5 separate regions of the Gossypium hirsutum genome follow, and regions 1, 2, 3 and 4 are each linked to region 5. A link is a contact called in public Hi-C data. All regions are on one chromosome and are shown on one strand. The core of a region is the stretch at or near the end of the contact, and the rest is flanking DNA. Distances in the headings are between cores, read along the strand shown.

The links. Hi-C and Micro-C count contacts between places; a contact is called where the count stands out from the background.
Region 1: a contact with region 5 is called in a Hi-C map of leaf, with 1.8 times the contacts expected there. The contact joins the promoter of LOC107897704 here to the promoter of LOC107951061 in region 5. A contact is called at or near these places in 2 of 34 Hi-C or Micro-C datasets (callus and leaf).
Region 2: a Hi-C map of leaf shows a contact between it and region 5, with 5 times the contacts expected there. The contact joins the promoter of LOC107897705 here to the promoter of LOC107951061 in region 5. A contact is called at or near these places in 6 of 34 Hi-C or Micro-C datasets (callus, hypocotyl and leaf).
Region 3: a Hi-C map of leaf shows a contact between it and region 5, with 2.8 times the contacts expected there. The contact joins the promoter of LOC107951068 here to the promoter of LOC107951061 in region 5. A contact is called at or near these places in 5 of 34 Hi-C or Micro-C datasets (anther, hypocotyl and leaf).
Region 4: a contact with region 5 is called in a Hi-C map of leaf, with 4 times the contacts expected there. The contact joins the enhancer-like site here to the promoter of LOC107951061 in region 5. A contact is called at or near these places in 5 of 34 Hi-C or Micro-C datasets (anther, callus, hypocotyl and 1 more).

Annotation. Positions count from the first base shown.
Region 1 is chrA06:19,621,675-19,624,374 of Gossypium_hirsutum_v2.1, forward strand. It overlaps LOC107897704 (protein BIG GRAIN 1-like B), which reads left to right and starts at 1,252. Exons shown (of 1, transcript XM_016823241.2): 1 at 1,252-2,322. The coding sequence starts at 1,252. The coding sequence ends at 2,322.
Region 2 is chrA06:19,527,534-19,530,233 of Gossypium_hirsutum_v2.1, forward strand. It overlaps LOC107897705 (protein Brevis radix-like 4), which reads left to right and starts at 1,304. Exons shown (of 6, transcript XM_041115295.1): 1 at 1,304-1,756; 2 at 1,854-2,012; 3 at 2,093-2,466. The coding sequence starts at 1,887. LOC107897707 (phospholipid:diacylglycerol acyltransferase 1) reads right to left here and starts at 1,059. Exons shown (of 7, transcript XM_041115292.1): 1 at 1-1,059. The coding sequence starts at 281.
Region 3 is chrA06:20,248,069-20,250,768 of Gossypium_hirsutum_v2.1, forward strand. It overlaps LOC107951068, which reads left to right and starts at 1,333. Exons shown (of 6, transcript XM_016885966.2): 1 at 1,333-2,700. The coding sequence starts at 1,498.
Region 4 is chrA06:20,228,371-20,231,070 of Gossypium_hirsutum_v2.1, forward strand. It overlaps the pseudogene LOC107951066. Among protein-coding and RNA genes, the nearest start is that of LOC107951064, 13 kb to the left of the region's middle. Within about 2 kb of position 1,286, at least 7 of the 9 cell types and tissues checked have an H3K27ac peak or open chromatin away from gene starts, as enhancers often do. A contact at or near this core is called in leaf, where this site is marked.
Region 5 is chrA06:19,953,633-19,956,332 of Gossypium_hirsutum_v2.1, forward strand. LOC107951061 (protein ELF4-LIKE 3) reads right to left here and starts at 1,274. Exons shown (of 2, transcript XM_016885962.2): 1 at 966-1,274.

The DNA.
Region 1 (2,700 bases), core at 2-2,501, 330 kb before region 5:
ATCAAACTACCACACCTCATCCTCCCTTCCCCCAATTGTGAGATTTGCCAACTCCTCTTCTATATCCACAACGACACTACTGGAATCACACTCCCATAATCATAAATCAAGAAAACCAATGAAAACAGAAACTACCAAACAAAAAAAAAGAAAAAAATAGGGCAGCATGCCACAAGAGCAAATAGAAAAAACGTGCCACAAGAATAGATTTTATCCGAAAGCAACTTTATATTTTTTACACAATCACATTTTTTAAACTACATAAATTTAGATGAAAAATAATAAAAAAATTTGTACGTTTTTTTTTCAAAAACATCCTTTAGAAGTTCATTTTACTTTGTGATTATTTAGATAATTTATTTGTAATAGTTTGATATTTGCGATCACTCATATTTGTATTTTACTTGTTACACTTTAAAAATAATATAATAACATTTTAGTAAAAAAAAAAAGCCTCTCTTTTCAATTGAAAAACTTATAATAAATTAATAAATAATCTGAAATATGTTATATATGGTAATAATTTTTGTAGTATTCATTAAAGAAAACGAAAATTGCTTTCATTGGAGTATATCTATTTTCTGATTCAGGTAGTAAAAACAGGGTGATAACTAGTACAAATTAGTGAATGAAAGCGAAAGATGAAAAGGACCAAACAATACGCACTTCATTGGAATGTAATTGCCCACTGCCTCAGCAATAACCCCCTCAAAAAACCCAACCCCTTTGCAGTTTAAAAACATCATCAAACTTCAAACAAAAAAAGAAAAAGTTACCCGCACAATCAAACCTGCAACAGCCTGGCACCCCCACCCGCACGCGCGGCACTCCCTCCTGCTTTCACTTTTTCCTCAGTTACATCAACAGCAAGTACACACACAATTGTCTCTTTTTCTTTGCTTTTTTCACAGTTCAAATCCCCCCTACTTGTTTATGCTACACTAATACTTAACAAACATATATATATATACTGGTAATAAACAGAACAGTCCAGTTCACATTGAGGAATTTTCTTCTATTTCTATACCCATTTCTCTCTCTCTTTCACATGATCTACTTGCATTCTCTACTTAATTGTGTCTTTGCAGCTTTTGACACTTTCTAAGTAGACATTAAAGCCTTAAATTACCCCCTTACTGTCCTTTTCTTTTGTGTCCCTTCTTTAATCTCAAAATTCCCTTGTTTTTCCCCTGTATAAATCTCTGTTTCCCCTGTTTTTGTTTTGTGTGAAACAAAGAAAAAAAAAACACCATGTATAGAAGAGAGAGCTCCGTGATAGATACTACGGTTCCTCAAAGAAGAAGAACCCCTTCTTTCTCTTCAACTCTTTTGGATGCAATTTATCGTTCCATCGATGAATCAAACGAGCCGACATTGTGCAATTACAGGGAAACCAAAACAACTAAGAAGCAGAGAAGTGGTTCCAGTCTTCGACGGGCTATTATGATTGAGGATTGGGTTGAAAAGCAGAGCAATCAGGACTCAGCATCGCATTTCAACTCCACTTCGACCTCCTCCGATTCTAGCAATGGCGCTATCTTCTCATCTTCCGAAGCCGAGTCGAGTTACAAACAGAAATCGAGAAGATCGAAACCGGACAAGAAGGACAATCAAGAGAAGGCCAAGAGAGAAGGAGGTGGTGGTGGGTTCAACAAAACAAAGCTGAAAGCATTGAAAATCTATGGTGAATTGAAGAAAGTGAAGCAACCCATTTCCCCTGGTGGTCGTATCACTAACTTCATAAACTCCATTTTCAATGCTAATGCCAAGAAAGTGAAGATGTGCTCTAATGGAGTTTCAGAGGATGTAAATTTCCTACGAAAATCAAAATCTTCAGCTTCATCACCCACTTCATTTTCCAGGTCTTGCTTGAGCAAAACACCTTCTTCAAGAGGTAATAACAATAACAAGTACAGTAATGGCAATAAAAGGTCAGTTAAATTTTGTCCAATTACTGTCATTTTGAATGAAGATTCCAGTCCTTGTGGCCATAAAAATATATACAGCGATGATCCCAGATTAATGTCCACCTCAACTGTTCAAAAGACTGTTAAAGAATCTGCAGGTAGCACCAGTAAAGCAAGTGATTATCTAAGGAGCTATCAAAGAAGAGGTATCGGGAAACTGGATTTGAGAGGCTTTATTGAAGATTATGATGATGAAGAAGATGACGACGACGATGATGGACTGAGTTGCTCGAGTTCGGATCTTTTCGAGTTGGATCATCTCATTGGAATTGGAAGGTATAGAGAGGAGCTGCCAGTGTATGAAACTACTAGACTGAAAACTAATCAAGCCATTGTTAATGGCTTCATAGTGTAACCTCATTTCTCTCTCTCTCTCGTTTCATCTTTCAAATTGTAATTATTGGCTTTGGGGGTTTCCAAATTGAAAATTCAAGTTATTTGAGTGACTATGATTCTCTATACCTTAGCTAAGCTTTGAAAATGGAAAAGAAAAAATCACTAAGATGGTGAAAATTACTAAAGCTTTAGAACAGTGGAGATCAATGTTATTCTTCACACAGTGATGAGTGAACCGTTAAAGCAATACAGAAAGTCGAAATAACAAAGAAAAAAAGTGAAAAAGGAAAGAAAAGCAGACACAAATCTTCACCCCACGAGAGAAGGGAGAAAGTGAAAACTCTTTGCTTTATTTAGCACATGGCCTCAACATCCCAACATAAATTAGTTCCCCCTT
Region 2 (2,700 bases), core at 54-2,553, 430 kb before region 5:
ACCCCGGGTGGGTCCGTCAACGGCCCTGTTATCGCCTCCGTTACATATTGCGGAATCGAAGCAGGCATTGTATTGTAAAGTAATAACAAGAACCACCACACCGAACATACAAAACCAATGAACCAACAACAACTGTCCCAACATGACCATTTCTTGGAATTATAGCTTTCTTTCCTGGGGCTCTCGTATAGGTTATTCTTCTCATCTTCCTTTACGATGTTGCACCGTAAGTTCTGGGACTTCGAGGAATCCGTCCCCTTCCTCCGCCGCAAAAACGACATCGTTATTTAATGCCAAAATATAATACAGGTTTGTTTCATTAACGGAGACTAATGAGAATCTGATACTAAGACTCTCATTAATTGTGAAAGAAAAAAAGGGGCGGGGGGCTTTTTTCTTCTCACTTGAGCCGGTGACAATAAAAGATAATGACAGCCACCACCGGAGTTAGAGGTGGAAGTATGAGATTGGGTCTTATTTAAGCTTCAAACAGACTCCTTTATTTTGATATTCCAGATTCCTCTGGCGAGGGTCCCACTGTGGGTCGGGGATGGCTAAGGAGGCTAGCGTCTCCTTTTTGGACTTTTTTTAAAGCCTGAGCCTGCGGTATAATCTGTTGGGAGCCGCCGGATTGACGATAGAAACTACGGTGGTCAAAGCATCAGACGGCGGTGGTGATGGAAATTAGAAATGGGTGGATTTCAACGGTGATTGGAGGTTGGAGAGGTGTTTTGAGTCTAATATTTCGGAGTAATTAATAATGTTTGTTATGTGCCAAAAACTAAAGATGCTTTCTGACATATACGCTTGGGAATGGAAGCCACGTGAGTGGGAGCGGATATGTGTAGATAGACCCGAATCGCTCAACGATGTACACGTTCCTGCAATTAAATCAATGATTTTTCAGCTCCAATTTGCCTCAATTTATATTGACCAATTGCCCTAAAAACACAAACCCGCAACACTAGGTTGTTGAGAATGATTAAACTAGTTCTAAAACAGACAACCCTCTGTCAAAAGTTTTACATCAATATTAGTAATAAAAGGAAATTTGTTTTGGAAATGGGTTGGAAGATCTGATACACCACACCACTTCAGGTAGATGGTAAATGATCAACATGCACAAATGCCAAATCTCTCACTATCATTATTAATGGCACTCACGAGTTGATAACATAGCCCAAGTTAAACGAGTTCTTCGGCCTTCCAATGATGAAACTAAGCCCATCGAGTCTCTCCAGTGGGCTTTTTGAAAACTGAGAAAAAAACAAAAGCAGAAGCTCAGCAATCAGCATCACGCACCAATCATTTCATCATCGGATCACACAGTGTATTAAAAAGGTAAAGGAAACATCATCTGAGCCCAGCAACGGCCTACACCAACCACACTCTTCTACTACCAATATACAGCAACAACTGCAGTGCAATGAGTGCATTTATCCCATTAGACCCATAGCTCCTTCGATGAGATTGAGGAGATTATAATTTGGTTTTATCTCTTCCATCTTTTTTCTTTTCTTTTATTAAAACCCTTTTTGTTGTTTAATTTTGTTTTTATTTTGGGTTGGCGCAGAGAATCTTTGATCCTTTTTAATTAAACGTGGCATCATTAAAGAGCTACCTGAGTCTCGAATATCGGGCTCCAGGTCCCTGAAACTTCAGAGGAAAAAAGAAAGAAAAAAAACCCTTAGTTCTCTCTTACCCACCACTGATCCTCAGATTTCTGGGTTTGCATTAAATTTTGCTTCTCTGTACGGTAAACTCGAAAACTTGTTTATTGTATAATCTAGTTCTCAAATTCTGACAAATCATAAATGTAGTTTTCAATGTATTGCTTTTTATTTAAACAGAAGATTTCTCAGCTTTCAGAGAATTTCGAAACAACAATGCTGACGTGCATAGCTCGTTCCAAGCAACCTGGTGATGACTCGGTGAGTCAACAAGAGGAAATGGACTCTTCCACTACTCCTAACACTAAGCACAACCAAGCCATCAAATCCCTCACTTCGCAGGTAATTAGCTTTCAGATTTACGACGTCAAGGTTTTCCGGTTCTTCGTTCTTTGTTTGGCTTTAATGACTGTGTGGTTTAGTTGAAGGACATGGCGCTAAAGGCGTCGGGGGCGTACAGGCACTGTAACCCCTGCACGGCGCAGAGTCGGTTGAGGAACATGGGCGAGTCTGACGCGGACTCGGACAGGTTCAGATGGTCTTATCGTCGGACGGGGAGTTCGAGCTCAGCGACGCCGAGGACGTGGGGGAAGGAGATGGAAGCAAGGTTGAAAGGGATGTCGAGTTCGAGCGGAGAAGGGACGCCGAAATCGTTGAGCGGACGCCGAGTGGACACGGTCGTGTTCGTCGAAGAAAGTGAGCCTAAAGAGTGGGTGGCTCAGGTGGAGCCTGGCGTGCTTATTACCTTTGTTTCACTTCCTCGCGGCGGCAACGATCTCAAGAGGATACGATTCAGGTGCGCCGCGCACTTATTTTTTCTGGATTTTCGCTTTCCATCATATTAAGAAATTTTTATTCCACTTTCGAAATTCGCTGGGAAATGGACTAGTCACGTCACTGCTCCAATGCCTGCCTAGTTTATTGTTAACATCAATAAACGAACAAAATGTTAAATAATACAAAGTTATAATGGTTTTGGTTTAAATTCCTATCTATTATTTTAGACAATAATATTTGTTGTTGGGTTGGG
Region 3 (2,700 bases), core at 83-2,582, 290 kb after region 5:
ATGCAAGACACATGTAAGAATCCAACTGCTTGCAAGTGGCCAAGAATTTCAGGGATCGCAAGCTTTCCGATGTTATGAATGAAGCCCTTCAAAACACGATTCTCTGCCTATTTACACAATAAAAATAATTTCAAATTAAAAAAAATAAAATTAACCTTATTGAAATTAATGAAATTTAAATTTTCGTCTTACCATTACTACTTGGGTGGTGGAAATATTCTTGTTGTTGAAGTGGATTAGAGAGGCGGTCATTCGTGAAAAATAGATTTTGAACAAATACAATATGAGATAATTAATAAAAATATTATTTTTAAATGAAAATATCGTACACGATCAAAACGAGAGACTTGAGAGGGTTTGAGAGAGTTGAGAGAAGAATGTGAATGAAAAAACTGAAATTTGGAGGGTATTTATAGGGTAAAAAAACTTATTGTTGGATTTTTATTTTTATTTTTTACAGTTGGCGTGGCACTGATAAAAAAGCCATTGCTTTTTGACCTTTTTGAACATTGAGGGAAAACATGCCTGATTAGATGAGTTTTCCAGAAAACGTGTCCAGCTAGACGTGTTTTCTTGATACGTATGCAGAAAGCTCGTCCAGTTGAACTCGCTTTTTTATTTAAATCAATTTATTTCCTTAATTAAATCTAATTATTAAAAAAAGGGACTATTGACGTTATTTAGCCCTATAATCACAACAATATATGATATATGTGATTAGATTAGATATGTCATGATTGGCTTCTAATATATACTAGAATTAAGATAGTATTTCTTTAATGTTGATTTGAATTAAGCTTAATATATAATGCTAAACCTTATATATGGTAAGTTGAGTTGAAGTGTATAGTATTTAATTAGATAGTTATGTTTAAGGTCTAAAATAATAGGTTGTTAGTGCATGCTTAAAAGAAACAAATTAATAAAGTTAAAATTCAGCAAATTATATAGTTTTTTTAAGGAAAGAGATTATTCATTTATTTGATTAGATTAACATATTTTAAATGTTCATGATAAATTTAAACTTACAATTAATTTAATTTAATATTAATACTCTAAAAACTTAATTAAAATATTTTAAAATCCTATATAAATTTAAAATTTAAATCATGTTGAACGTTATCAATATTTTATTATTAAACAAACATAAATTAATAAATAAATATTATAAAAATTCCGATTAATCAATAAAAATACATTCTTTTTTCCTCTCACTATTTTATTTCTTCTTCACATCTCTTTGGGCCAAAAACAAATACATAAAAAAGCCAGCTGGCTGACCATTCAGATTCAGGCCCGTAATATTGAGGACATTTATGTGGCGGGAAAATTAATATAGAAAAGCGTACGCGAGAAGCTTCTCTTTCAGAAAAACCCTAAATTTGTTAAAAAACCAAAAGGCCGCCCTTTTTTCTTAATACGATTCCTCCCTATTATTCTTTTGTTGAGTGTTCATACTGGTTCGTTTTCACTTCCCGCCATTTTCTTTCAGCAGCGATGCCGGTCCTAAGATCCCGCGAAATCCTTCCGGTCCAACCCAAGCCCCTAAAAGCTCGGGCCAATATCGACCCGCCCGCCACTCCCACGCAAGGCCGCGAACAACCCGCCACTCGTTCATCGCCGCCTTCACTCATTCCCTCCCCTAAAACTCTTGGTTCAGTTTCCGGTTCCGCACCCATACTTCGGCGGAGCCTTCGTCTTTCTACGAGAGCTTCGTCCAATGCCGGCCAGGATGGTGTTTTGGAGGCGGAGGAACCTATCGAACGACGAAACGGTGACGTTTCGAGAAAGAGGAAGTTGAGTGCCGATAACGATGTCGGTTTGGAGAGCGGCGAGGATGAAGGGGTATTGAGTTTGCGGTCGGGGAAGAGGGTTACTAAGAAGGGTCCATTTGGCGACGGCAACGGCAGCGAAGGCGATGTAGAGGTTGAAATTGACAGGAAAGGTAAAAGCATGTTAGTGGAAGAGAGTGAAGATACTGAGAAACCGGAAAGAAGCAAGGAGAGAGTGAATGTGAAGGGAAAAAGGAGATATAGTAGAGAAGAGAAAGGGAAGGGGAAATTGCTTGTAGAAAGTGCTTTGGAATCTAAAGATGAGAGTTTAGTTGACGGTTCAGTTTCCGACGTTGAACTTCTAGCACAGGAAGTGAATTTGTCCAATGAAAAGCCAAGTAAGAAGAATAATAGGAGAACAAGTCAGGGGAGAATGGAGCGGTTTCGAGATACGGCTAGGGAAAATGCTTCTCGATTTGCCCATTTCAGCACCCAGGAAGAAGATGATAACATTTTATCAACGGAGGCTGAAAGCGAAATTCCGTCCGAAGAACCTGAAGAAAAGGGTGTTGAAGATTGGCCGGGTCCTTTCTCTACTGCTATGAAGATTATAAGGGATAGAGCAGCGAATTTTAACGTAAGACAGGGGAGTTCTTCCTCGGACAAGGTACAGTACTTACAAATTAAGTGGGTTCCTCAAAAGGGTAAAAGAAAAGACTGGTCAAAGCGGCTGCCTCCATCATTGCTTGATTTGAGCTTGAGGGTTCTTGTCGATAATGCAGATGCGATTGCTTCGCTTGCTCATGTGCCTGATGCTCTGAGACACAAGCTCTGTCATATGCTCTGTGACTCGAGGCGAATGAATAGTAACTTTTTTGATCTCCTTCTTAACGGATCCCCTATCGAAATTCGCCTCAAAGATTGTTCA
Region 4 (2,700 bases), core at 36-2,535, 270 kb after region 5:
ATTAAAATAACATATTTTAACATATTTCTATAACATAGGTATAATTATTACTTTGACCCTTTAATTTATTTTTAATCTATAATTTAACTTTCACGCTATATACAATTTAATCCTTATATTTAATTACTTTTAATTTAAATAAATTCACTTAACTGAACTTTAAAAATATTTATTAAATATTTATGACTTCAATTTACGGGAAAAAAATTCTAAAAATGCACTTATCGAGATCACTGACTACCAGTCGTTACAGTGTTAATTAGGTATAATCGTGATTTTAACAGAATTGATGAAGTGCAAAATTGTTGTTTCACCCGGCCTTTTTTTGTCAAGGTTCAAACTAGTGGGAACACTCACAATTGTAACTGAGCATTGAATTCAGGATGGTACACACCGTTTTGAGTTTTGACTCATTCTTCTTTTGCAAGAGAGAAAGAAAAACACAAGTAATTCTACAACTATTTGTCGCCAGAGTTTTTTCAAAGCAACAACAGGTCGGCAACAGTGATTGCCGGCGGAAACATATTTGCATCAAGAGTCGCCACTGTTTAAATCAGCACATGAAACCCATGCCATAAATAGCAGCCACCGACTCCTCCGTCCATATATCTCCAATCAAAACCCCCCACGCAGTTCATCAAATCAAAACAAAGGATTAAATTTTCAGCTATAAAATACTCCCGCAACCCCCGCCCTATACCGTCCAATTTTATGCCACATGCTTATATTCTCTCACCCTAAATTTCTTTATATAATTAAGTAAATTATTCTAGTAACTGTTGGTTTTCCTTACTTTTTCAACTGGAGTGTGTACTGCGGATAAGTTTTTTCATCATCAGATCAAGTTCGTAGGAAGGTAACAATGGCGGAAACTCTATCTCAAGGGACCCCAACGCTCTTCTCTCCTTACAAGATGGGCAAGTTCAACCTTTCTCACAGATCTGTGTTTCAGTTTGTCTGTTTTTTTTTTTTTTTGCATCAGATTCCTTGATTTCGGAGGGGCTTAGATCCTTGTCTTGAGGGAACTTTGGTTGTCAGACATGTTCTACCAAAGATTTCCGGGGGTCTATTGAGTTTGGTTTGTATGTGATGGCAGGGGGGTGCTGGTGCCGATGACTAGATGCAGGGCGTTGAATGGAATCCCAAGGCCGGCGCTCGCTGAATATTACATGCAGAGGTCGACTCCAGGCGGCTTTCTCATCACCGAAGGGACACTGGTGTCCGACACTGCAGCTGGGTAATTTCGTAATTTAACCAAATCCTGATACGACTATTCCACCAATAAATTATACCACTTTCTAGTCTTTTCCATCAAACAGATAGGATTTGCCCAATGTTGTGTCGTTTTGCATATTGGAAGAGTTTTTATTTTTAAATTAAATTAAATTGAATATGAGATAATAGGGTTGGGAGATGCAATGCTTCACTTCAAATATAATCATTTTGTATATGATATAATGGTACCCTTGTTAGTCTTTTTATCCCTTCCCTGTTACAAAATGATTGTTCCAATAATATCAGATTTTCATAATATTGAGCTATCCAGATTCCTGGCATATCCTAAATTGCCTAATGGTGCAATGTTGAAGCAGGTTCCCACATGTTCCTGGGATCTACAATGACCAACAGGTGGAGGGATGGAAGAAGATTGTGGATGCTGTTCATGCAAAAGGAAGCATCATTTTTTGCCAACTCTGGCACGTTGGCCGTGCTTCACATTCTGGTAACTTCCATCACCCTATGCATTTCCCCTTTTTTTCACCATTTATTGAAATATTTTATTTGCTTATTTTGACTAATGAAATAGTGTATCAACCTGGTGGGGCGGCACCCATATCGTCAACAAGCAAGCCTCTCTCCAACAGGTGGAGAATTTTGATGCTAGATGGGAGCTATGGCATATATCCTAAACCTAGAGCTCTACAAATCTCGGAAATACCAGAGGTTTGTCCAACACTACCGCACGGCAGCTTTGAATGCCATTCGAGCCGGTTTTGATGGAATCGAGATTCATGGAGCGCATGGATATCTCATCGACCAATTTTTAAAAGACGGGATCAATGATCGCAGAGATGAGTACGGTGGATCACTGGCAAACCGATGTAAATTCTTAATGCAAATCGTTGGATCCGTAGCCGAAGCTGTACGTGCAGATAGAATCGCAGTCCGAATTTCACCCGCAATCGATCACCTCGACGCCACTGACACTAATCCGCTCAACCTAGGCTTAGCCGTGATCGAGAGGCTTAATGAGCTTCAGCTGAAATTGGGGTCGAAACTCGCTTACCTTCATGTGACTCAGCCTCGTTATCATGCCTATGGGCAAACCGAATCAGGCAGGCACGGTAGTGAAGATGAGGAAGCTCATTTAATGAGGACTTTGAAAAGGAGTTACGAGGGAACTTTCATGTGCAGTGGTGGATTCACAAGGGAGCTCGGAATGCAAGCAGTAGCTGAGGGTGATGCCGATCTGGTATCGTATGGCCGTCTTTTTATATCGAATCCAGACCTGGTTTTAGGTTGAGGATCAATGCGCCATTAAATCGATACATTAGGAAGACATTTTATACGCAAGACCCTGTTGTGGGGTACACGGACTATCCCTTCCTGGTAGTACAATCACGACTTTGATGTGCAATGGCTGTGCTGTTGAATATATGTTAAAATTATGTGTGAAATAGGAGAGTCTAATTTGATATC
Region 5 (2,700 bases), core at 24-2,523:
AAAGAAAGGAAAGAATATGATAGGGAAACAATAGATGAGACGGCAGTAGTTAGAAACTTAATATACATCGATGATGTATTGTTTTTACTAAAAAAAATAGCCATAATCATACATAGTTAAATATAGCAAAAAGAAAAAAACAAGAATTGTTTAAGGTGTAAGAGACAAAGGCCTGCTGTAGAAATCATGTCCATCACCATGCATGCTACTTTCAGTTTTTTCATAGAAAGATCAATAAACAAAACATGAAAAATAATAGTTGATATTATTGTTTATCTTTTTTACTATTATTATTACTTATGATGAGATGTGAAAAAGCAGATCCATTTCCATAAAAGGGAAACTTTTTTTAATGTACTCAGAAAATACCCAACTCAAACATGGAGTTGCAAGGAAGCATCTCAAACACACCCAAAATTTGTTATTAAAGAAAAAAACTAGTCAATGATGCAGATAAGATTACTCTCATAGTTAGTACTATTCTGCAGAGAGACAGCATTATTAATCTTTTTAACCGCAAAAATGACAATGAGAAATATATATATAAAATAAAAACAAATACAGATAAAAAAAATTACAATTTATTTATAAAAAGTAAATTAAAATTAAGAAAAAAAGAGAAAAAAAGATTTTGCATCAAATTCAAGGAATAAGAAGCATAAAATCCCATCACTCACTCAGCTAAACAAGATTTTTTTAAAAAAAAAGAAAAAGAAAAAAATGTGTTAAATCAAAAACAAGAAGTTATCTTGATAAGATCCAAGTGTTTTACAAAGAAATATAATAAATTAAGAAAACCCATCAGCTGAAAATGACAAAAAGAAATCAATAATTTAACTACACAAGACAAAGATAGAAATTTTATTACATGTTTTTATTTTCTTTGAAATCATTTGCTATAGAAGACATAAATAAAAATTCAAGTACATCAATGATATAGTAATTACTTTTGCATATACACGTACCTTGTTGGAGCATTATATTCTGGGAAGCAGACACAGGTTGAATGAAGGAAAAAAGATGGGCGATTAAACCGTACTCAGGAGGAAGCAAGAAAGAAAATGAATTATTTGAGCGAGAGTATTGAGAGAGAAAAGATAGGAGGAGAGAGGGGGGGGGAATATGTAGATTAAATATTTTTAGTTCCATATTTGCTATATATATACAGTGTTATGTAGAAGGTACAATATTATTGGAATAAAAATTAAAATAATGATGAGATACCAAGTAATTATTAAGAAGAGTTTAGGGGATAAAAAAAACCGTGGGGGATGAGATTGGATTGGATTGGATTGGTGTCTGGGTGTAATACTCAGATCCGGGGGCATGATGAATGATTCGAGCTGGTGTTCATGAGTCGCCACGTGGCATATGGACATTGATGGAAAATCCCCCATCTACCGATGAAGGGGGGTCCCTCAATCCAAGATATCTTATAACATTCATGTTTTTGCTTTGGTAGATGGAAAAAATAAAATAAAAATAAGAGTTTGATGTTGATTATTTTTTTATTTAGTATTGCAGAAGGAATATTTTGAATGTCATTTTCAGCTTTTAATAAATAAAATGGATTGGTGACAATCATCAATTTAGTTTTTGATTTTTGTGAAGAATGTTACTACTACCATGTTTTTAAACCAAAACTGGAAATCTACCATGTTTTTAAACCAAAACTGGAAATCTTATCAATTACCCACTTTTGATTTTCCATCTTTTTAATTACCATGATTATTATATTTTTATTGTTGGTTTAAATGTGTTCTTTGTCTGCTAATTTGGGTCTTTTGTTTGGTAAATTACAACGTTTGCCTCTACTTGTTCAACAACATTTTTTTATTCCAAACAACATTCAGCTATTACGTGAACCATGTAAATGGTTCCTGCATTTTTTTTAATAACTAATCAGTCAACATGATTGAAATAATAAACGATTTGTTCCCACTATTTTATAATTTTTTTTATATTTCTCTTAACTCTTAACATCTCTAACTTTGCTATTAATTTTTTCTTCAAAACTCATGTTCCTACCGCTTATACAAAGTTATTATTATTATTTACCTTCAACACAAATTTATGGACATGTTAGTTCCAACTCGAAACTTGTCTGGGTCTTTTTATGTTCCATGAGAATAAAAAATTAGATTAAAGTAGTTAATATTGTATAGGTGAGTATACTATTTTTTAACCACATATCAATATCAATCTATTTCAATGTACTATTTCGAATTTATTATAAATAATATTTTTTAATAAATTAAATTATTAATTACCATAAATGGTATAAGAATAATTTAATATATTTTTAACCTGTATTCATGCATTAGTTAATGCATAATGTTTCAAATGATGTGATCAGAATTAAACCGATACAATCAATACAAATAATTTTTTTTTTTAAATTAATTATGTTAGTTTAGGATAAACTATAAAAATAGTCAATTTTGTTTGTCTTAGATTATATTTTAGTTACTTATATTTGCAATGTTACATTTTAGTCATTTATGTTATTGTTTTGTTACAAAGTGGTCACTCTACCGTTAAGTTCCGTTACCTCCCTAATGACAGTCCTACGTGGCAGTCTAAATGATTTTTAAATATTAACTTTAATGTCCTACATGACAGTTTAAATTAAATTTATTTAATTAAAAACGTATTTTCATCTTAGCAATTGGACATCTAAGTTGACATTTAAAATCTATT